Regions from separate parts of the Rattus norvegicus genome. Here region 1 is linked to region 2. A link is a contact called in public Hi-C data. All regions are on one chromosome and are shown on one strand. Each heading gives the region's core, a stretch centred on a gene start, on an enhancer-like site or on the middle of the called end of the contact. The rest is flanking DNA. Distances are from core to core; before and after follow the strand shown. Region 1 has its middle 12 kb from the start of Ctrb1. Region 2 holds the start of Znrf1 (zinc and ring finger 1).

Region 1 (3,866 bases), core at 1,064-3,563, 150 kb after region 2:
TGGGACCTTGTTCAAGACCAGACCCTTCAGCTGAATATTCTTACTCAGAATGGCCAGCTGAAGGCTTGCTGCCCCAAAATGCAGCTAGGCCTACCTACCTCCTGCAAGATCCATTGTGAGGGAACTGAGGCGCAAGGCCTGATTAACAAGAACTGACTGGAAACTGGCAGGTCAATCAGGGCAGCCCCTAACTGGCTTTTTTTTTTGATTTTTGGTTTTAGTTTTTTGGATTTTTTTGTTTGTTTGTTTGTTTGTTTGTTTTTGAGATGGGGGTCTCTCTATATAGCCCTGGCTGTCATGGAACTTACTATTAAACCAGGCTGGTCTCAAAAACACACGAAATTCCACCTGCCTCTCAAGTGCTGGGGTTACAGGTGTGTGCACACAGTACCTAGTATTTTTTTCCCCTAGCTGTTACGTGTATTTGGCTGAATTTGGGAATATGAGTCTGGTTTTTCTTTTCTTTGGGTTTTTGTTTTTCTGTTTTGAGACAGGTTCGTGTTGTAACTCAAGCCTACATGCCGCAGACTGGCCTTGACTTCAGAATAGGGCATCACATCTCCTGGAACCAGAATTACAGACAGTTGTGAGTCCCCACGTGGGTGCTCAGGTCTGGTGGAAGGGCCCAGTGCTCTTAATTGCTTCCTGAACCATCTCTCCAGGCCCAGGTTACCCTTGAACTCAGGGTAATCTGCGTCCAACTAAACCCCACTCCCCTCCCTCCTCAGCCTCTCTAGTGCTGGGATTGAATACATTAGACACCACAACCACCTCAAGTCTGCCTTTCAAGTGTAAATTTTGTAATAATTAAGTACAGAGCAAGTGTATTGGATGAAACGTTAGCTTGCAAAGAGAGATGTGTTAGAAATACAAATTGCACTCAGGTTCAAAGAATTCTCGTACAAGCTATGATATCCATAATTTCAAAACAAAATTCAAGTGGTTTAATGTTGGGATGGTAATATTTGAGTATATTGGGGCAAATACATTATTAAAATTAATTCACCTGTTTCTTTCTGGTAAGGTACAGAGCTGGGTTCGAAAATGACTGTGCAATTTTCATACTGACCACCAGGTGGCAGCCCCATCTCAGAACTGCAACCTCCCCCAGAAGGAACATTGGGACTCGCCTGGAGGGAACTGTTTTTATATTAATTACACTTTACATTTATTTGTATATAAAAATCTATAGAAATAATAATATACGCGTCCTTAACTCTGGATCCAAGAGCCTTCTGGAGCTGCTGGGACTTTTTTACAAAATGGCACTGTTGGTGTACGGGAGTGGGGATCTGAGAAAGGGGTGGATAGTAACAAAATACATCATATGACATTCTCGAAGAATAAACATTTTTTTAAGATTGAACTCTTTTTTAAAGTGTGTATGACTGGGTTCGGTCCCCAGCTCCGAAATAAAGAAAAAAAAAAATAAAGTGTGTATGTGTGGGTATGCCTATGTGAGTATCAGTGCTTGAGGAGCCAGAAGAGGGTGTCATATCCCTCGGAATCACATCTCCCCATGCCCTAAATAAACTCTATTCTATACTATACTGTGTCGTATGGCTGGTCCCTCAGGGGCAAGGGATGCCTCAAATTGCACGTCCATCAAACATATTCCTTCTCCCTCGTATTTTTATAAAACTCGGATTAGAAACTTGAAGGTTCGTACCGCTTCCACATGGAGAGCCATCAATCGCTACACCTACCCCTCAAACTGCAGAGAACTGGTAACCTCCCTCCCCCGCTGGTCAGCGCAAACATCCCCTGGTCCCAGAGAGTGTTCTTGAGCTTGGAGCCACCCCTGTGCTGCCCTTGAGGACAGAGACATCCAGCCTTTATGACTGGTCTTTTCACTGACCCTCTAACCCTTGGGGGACCCGTCCCCTAACCTCAGAAACGGAGTTTTCTCTTGCTGCAGTAGAGAAGACCTTAGCCTAGGCAGACTGCTTTCCCCCGTGAGTCCTGGACTCAGACTGAGACACTAGCCTCTGAGTGATCGATGGGTCTAGACCTGGCTGGTTTGTTTGTTTGCTTGTTTATTATTAAATTTTGTTCTCGAGATGCTGGTAGGAACATTTTTAATAACTTCCACACCCAATGGATTGGTCTTTACCACCTTGTCCCTACTAATGGGGCATTTCCAGGTCTAATTCACAGTACCCAGCAAGCAATATCTCTACATGGCCACTTAACTGGCACTTTAAAAACAACTCTCTTGCTAGCGATCCGTTGGCTTTCCCCTACCCGCTTCATTCTCTTGCCCTGCTGCGGCTTGTAGCCGCTTGCTCTGCTGGGGGGGAGGGAGGAGCAGGTCTCGCCCCACCCCCTTGCGCTTCTGCGCCCCGCCTGGGACACTGCTGAGACGCTGCCCCTACCTAACCCCAGCTTTCAGTCTCCCGCCCCAGCTCTCCACATCACATTCTCTCTCAACTCCGCTGCCCGGTGTTTGGTGACAGAGATAGGAGACGCTACGACAGGCACACCCCTTCCCCCACATCTTACGGCATCTCTACCAAACATATTCCTTCCTCTCTTATCTTTTTATAAAACACAGCTCAGAGTATGCCTTTTTTGTGCGTGTGTTTTATAAAAATAAGGAGAGAAGGAATATGTTTGGTGGAGGAGAGATATGGTGTGAGGGAATGGTGTGGGGGGGAGGGGGTGCCTCTGCAGGCTCATGCGGAGACACTCCTTCCCCTGAGGTACCAGCCACACAACAGTATATTGTAGAGTTTATTCAGGGCATGGGAGGGGAGTTGAGAGGGTAGCAGAGGGTAGTAGAGAAAGGCAGAGATAGAGTTGAGGGATGCCAGCCATGAGCACATGGAGAGAGAAGGGTGAGGGGAATGGGGAGAGAGGAGTAAGGAGGGAGAGCAAGAGAGCAAGAGAGAGAGGAAGGGGCAAGCAGCCCCTTTTATAGTGAGTCAGGCCCGCCTGGCTGTTGCCAGGTAACAGTGGGGCGGAGCCTAGACTAAATGCTAACACTCTGGCCTGATTGCAATCTTCAAGGTGTCTTGCTTCTCCTCTGGCCATTCTCCTTTTGTTTTACTTCTTTTCACAAATTCCACCCCGAATCAAGGCTGTTTTCATGACCTTAATAACTAAGTTTTCCAGGCAGCCTTAGCCTCAAACTCCATACCATCAGAACATCTAATATTCTTCAGAGAAGATAAAAAGTATTATGAAGAACTCTGAGAAATACAGAAGGAGCCCAGCACCACGCTTACCAGCAAGTTGGGATCGTACGACTGTGGCTGCCTCACCCACAACGACCCAGAGACAATGGAGAGGAAGCAGATGTGAACCAGGACCCATGGTCAGGGCTGAGGCCGGTCTCCGCAGAGGCTGGGGATGGGCTGTGGGAGGATGGAATGGGGAGGGCCTGAACCTGCTGTTTCTCCTCACTCTGACACCTTGGGCAAGAGGTGCCGGCCCCAGGCCTTCCTCAAACAGCTTCTCCAGTTCAGAATACAGGAGTCAGGTGCAAGTGAGGAGCAAGGGACAATGGGAAGATCACCTCCTGGTTCCCATCCAGTTCCTCCAAGTCCCCTCTGGATGTCACTCAGAGAGGATCCTTAGTGGGAGGTGTTAGCATTCTGTCTAAGCTCCGCCCTACAGTTACCTGGCAACAACCAGGTGTGCCTGACCCTATAAAAGGGGCTGCTTGCCCCCTCCTCTCTCTCTTGTTCCCTCTTGCTCCTGCCCCCACTCTCTCCCCATTCCTTCTCCCCACCCCCTCCACGTGCTCAAGGCTGGCCTCTTCTCTCTCTCTCTCTCTCTCTCTCTCTCTCTCTCTCTCTCTCTCTGCCTTTCTCTGCCCCTCCTACCCTCTTAAGTCCCCTCCCCAGGGCCTGAATAAACTCTAT
Region 2 (3,681 bases), core at 467-2,966:
CTGTAATGAACCACCTCTTTTCTGATACCATAGTCTTTCTTCTAAGAAAAAATATTTCCTTTTTATAGATTTGTTATTGTTGGTATGTGTTATGTGTCTACATGAATGAGTGCTACCTATGTGTGGGTGCCAGTGGAAACCAAGTGAGGTCACCAGATTCCTTGGAATTGGAGCTATGAATCAGACTCAGGTCCTCTGCAAGAGCAGTGGACCTTCTGCTGAGCCATCCCTCCAGCCTCTGGAAGTTTCTTTAGTTTCTTCAGATCACTCAGTTCAGTTTTAGAAGTGCACAAATTCCTGATTGAGACACAGATAATATTCCGGATATTATCTGTGTGTTTGTTTTATATTTACATTTACAAGATTTTAAATTTACTAAGTTTTTATAGATGGATGCCTTGACTGTATGCATGTATGTATATCACGCATCTGGGATTATGGATGGTTGTGAATCATCACAGGAATGAATATGGGGCCTCTGCAAGAACAAGTGCTCTTAAGCCCTAAGCCAACTCTCCAGCCCCTAGATACAGACACACACACACACACACACACAGTTTTTCAAAACAGGATTTCTCTCTGTGGCCCTAGGTGTGCTGGAACTTGCTTTGTAGACCAGGCTGGCATGAAATTGAGAGATCTCCCTGCCTCTGCCTTTCAAACGGTGGTATTAAAGTGTGCACCACAGCCATGATATTTTTTGCATTAGTTTTTCTTATGAAACTAATTTTCTTTGTTCGGGACATCTTCCTGTGGCCTTCTAGGCAGGTCACGCTGGAAGAGACTGGTCTAGTAGCCCTTTTTATGTCTCTCCAACTCCATTTTTGGAAGTACCTGGCATACTTGACAGAGTGACAAGAGGAAGTTAGGCTAGTGACACGGTGCTCAGCGCTGAGTACTTGAAAAATTATTTGCTCAATAAATAAGCAAAATGAATATATGAGAAAGACTGGGGTTGACCTGGAAAGGTGAGTCTCTGTTGCAAAACGCAATTTGGTCAACAAATATTTGCGTACTGTGTCCTTGCCTTGTGGCTCTCCCTCAAAATACATGGTAAACAAAACAGCAACCGGCCTTGGGCAAGGAGTTTCTACACCCACTTCTTAGCTGCATGATTCTATTCTACTGTTTTGTTTTTTTATCTATTGATTTTGAGGATTATATTCTAGCCTAAGGAATCGATTTAGACCCGCTAATCCCAAATGTTAAGACTCCTGATGTTTGGATCCAAGCTACCCCCTACCCCTCATGCTAAACTTTCTAGTGTTGGCTGGGGTCCTTGGATGGAGATCCTTCAAAGGAATGGATCGCACATCCACCAGAGGGTGCTGTGAGGGCAGGTCTGTGGCTGGAGGGGAGCTCGCCCAATGACCCTCAAACCCAGGTAGGCTTATTAGTTGGTTTTCTTTCTTGGTGTTTCCTCCCTACCCGCTAAAACCGTCGATGCCCCTCCCCCCACGAAGGGTTTCGTTTTGAATATAGTGATTCGACTTTCGCCGCGACTCCAGCAGTGCTTGGTTCCAGAGGAAGTCTGGCCTCTGTCGCAGACGTCCCGCGGCTGGAGGCCGCCGGTCCTCCGACCGGCCCGGAGCGCAGGCGGTGGGTGGGTGGGGACCTCCGGGGCCGCAGCCAGCCGCCGCGCCGCAGGGGCCGCGAAGGGGTTAACCCGGCGGGGGGGGAGGGGGCGCGGGCCGCGCGTGCGCTCTGCCTCCCTCCATTGTCTCCACGGCGGCGAGGAGCGCCGGCGAGCGCAGCCCGGGACCGAGCGGGGCGGCGCGGCTGGCTGGCGGGGCCGGCGGCGGCTGGAGCCGGAGCGCGACACCACGCGACCGCGGCTTCCAGAGCTCCGCCTGGCTGCCCCACCGCCGCGAGCCCTCCCGAAGCCTGGAGGAGTGCGGGCCGCCGGCGCCGGTCGTCGAGTCCTGAGACGGGGAACGCGCGCGTCGTTCCGAGCCTTCGCCGCTTCCTGCTGCGGGCGGGCGAGCGGCCTCCTCCGGCGCCTCCCTATCTTCGCTGCGGCTCCTCAGGCTCCCGAGCCCGGGGGCGGCCTGTGGCGCGAGGCGCCCGCTCTGGACCGCGCGTCTTCGGACCTTAAGAAGAACATGCATTCGGCTTGGACAGTTTGAAATTCTTAGTTTGGGGTCCCCGCACGCTTGCCTTTTCCACCCCGCGGATTTTTTTTTTTTTTTTTTTGAGGATTTTCCCTTCTCCTTTTTTCATTTTCTCTCCTCGGGGCTCTTTTGTGACTCCCCCAACCCCCCGCCTTTATGTTCGCCCGGCTCTCCACCCGCTTCTGAGTGGTGGGGGAGGGTCTCGGCCTCCACGTTCCCGCCCCACCGGGCCCCGGCGAACATGGGGGGCAAGCAGAGCACGGCGGCCCGGTCTCGGGGCCCCTTCCCGGGGGTCTCTACCGATGACAGCGCCGTGCCGCCGCCGGGAGGGGCGCCCCACTTTGGGCACTACCGGACGGGCGGCGGGGCGATGGGGCTGCGCAGTCGCTCGGTCAGCTCGGTGGCAGGCATGGGCATGGACCCCAGCACGACCGGAGGGGTGCCCTTTAGCCTCTACACCCCCGCCTCCCGCGGGACCGGCGACTCAGAGAGGGCGCCGGGCGGCGGAGGGTCCACGTCGGACTCCACCTATGCCCACGGCAATGGTTACCAAGAGACCGGCGGCGGTCACCATAGAGACGGGATGCTGTACCTGGGCTCCCGAGCCTCGCTGGCGGATGCTCTACCTCTGCACATCGCACCCAGGTGGTTCAGCTCGCACAGTGGTGAGTCCTCGGGTTGACGGAGGCCTTGAAGGGTGGAGTGCAAGGGAGGGCGCGTCGGGCCGCCTGAAACCTCTTAGTATGCTAAGGTATGGGTATGAAGCTAACTCCTGCCCTACCCCTGGTTCCCTCCATGTCAGAGGATGAATAGGATCAAATAAGATAACTACTGCCTAGGGGAAAAGCTGCCTACCAGGCTTGTGGAGCCGGGTGTTTTAGGACTGCAGGCGTGTGCTCACTTGTGGATGGCTGAGTGAAACCTGCCCATCGAGGTCGCATTTATTAGCATCATGATCCTCAAAGGTCTTCTTGTCTGACACTCTTCATTTCTGCCACTGCAGCATGATGCCTACCTTTCTGGCTAGGGAGGTAGTGTCTCCTAAACAAAGAGTGAGAAAAGAAATAAAACTAGGGACAAACGATCCTTGGATTAGGGTTCTTAGCCTTGCTAGGGAAGGGAGATGGTTAGTTTTTCCACCCGACTGGTTTGCTGTATCAATTGATTTAAATGGAACAGGAGGTGGCTTAGACAGGTGTGGTCTGCTATGTGGAAAGCCTCCTTCTTTGGGTTTGCAGGGCCAGGATTCTGGTCTCTCTTGCTGCATGCAGTAGATTTGGCTCAGGGACTGTCACATCCCTCCATCTTTTTTCTCCTGCTAAGTGCTTGCTCTTCCCGTGATTCTGCATCTTTTTTTTTTTCCCCCATAGAGCACAGGAAAGGTGGGGTGTTATGGCCCAGCAGTTGGCACATGACTGGGGAAGAGGAAGATTGAAAGGATCTAGATGAACTCATTCTGTGCACTTCTGGTGACAGGCCAGGAAAAGGCTGGAGGGGGATTTCCCAGGCCCTGACTGGTAGGGCAAAAAAAAAAAAAAAAAAAAAAAAAAAAAAAGGCCTGGCAGAGACT

What was found. A called contact is a pair of places that touch in the nucleus more often than the background predicts.
Region 1: a Hi-C map of mammary epithelial cells shows a contact between it and region 2, with 2.8 times the contacts expected there. The contact joins the enhancer-like site here to the promoter of Znrf1 in region 2. A contact is called at or near these places in 3 of 12 Hi-C or Micro-C datasets (the A7r5 cell line, Schwann cells and mammary epithelial cells).

Annotation. Positions count from the first base shown.
Region 1 is chr19:56,552,613-56,556,478 of GRCr8, forward strand. No RefSeq gene overlaps it. Among named protein-coding and RNA genes, the nearest start is that of Ctrb1, 12 kb to the right of the region's middle. Within about 2 kb of position 2,314, at least 14 of the 93 cell types and tissues checked have an H3K27ac peak or open chromatin away from gene starts, as enhancers often do.
Region 2 is chr19:56,404,012-56,407,692 of GRCr8, forward strand. Znrf1 (zinc and ring finger 1) reads left to right here and starts at 1,717. Exons shown (of 5, transcript NM_001401080.1): 1 at 1,717-2,776. The coding sequence starts at 2,353.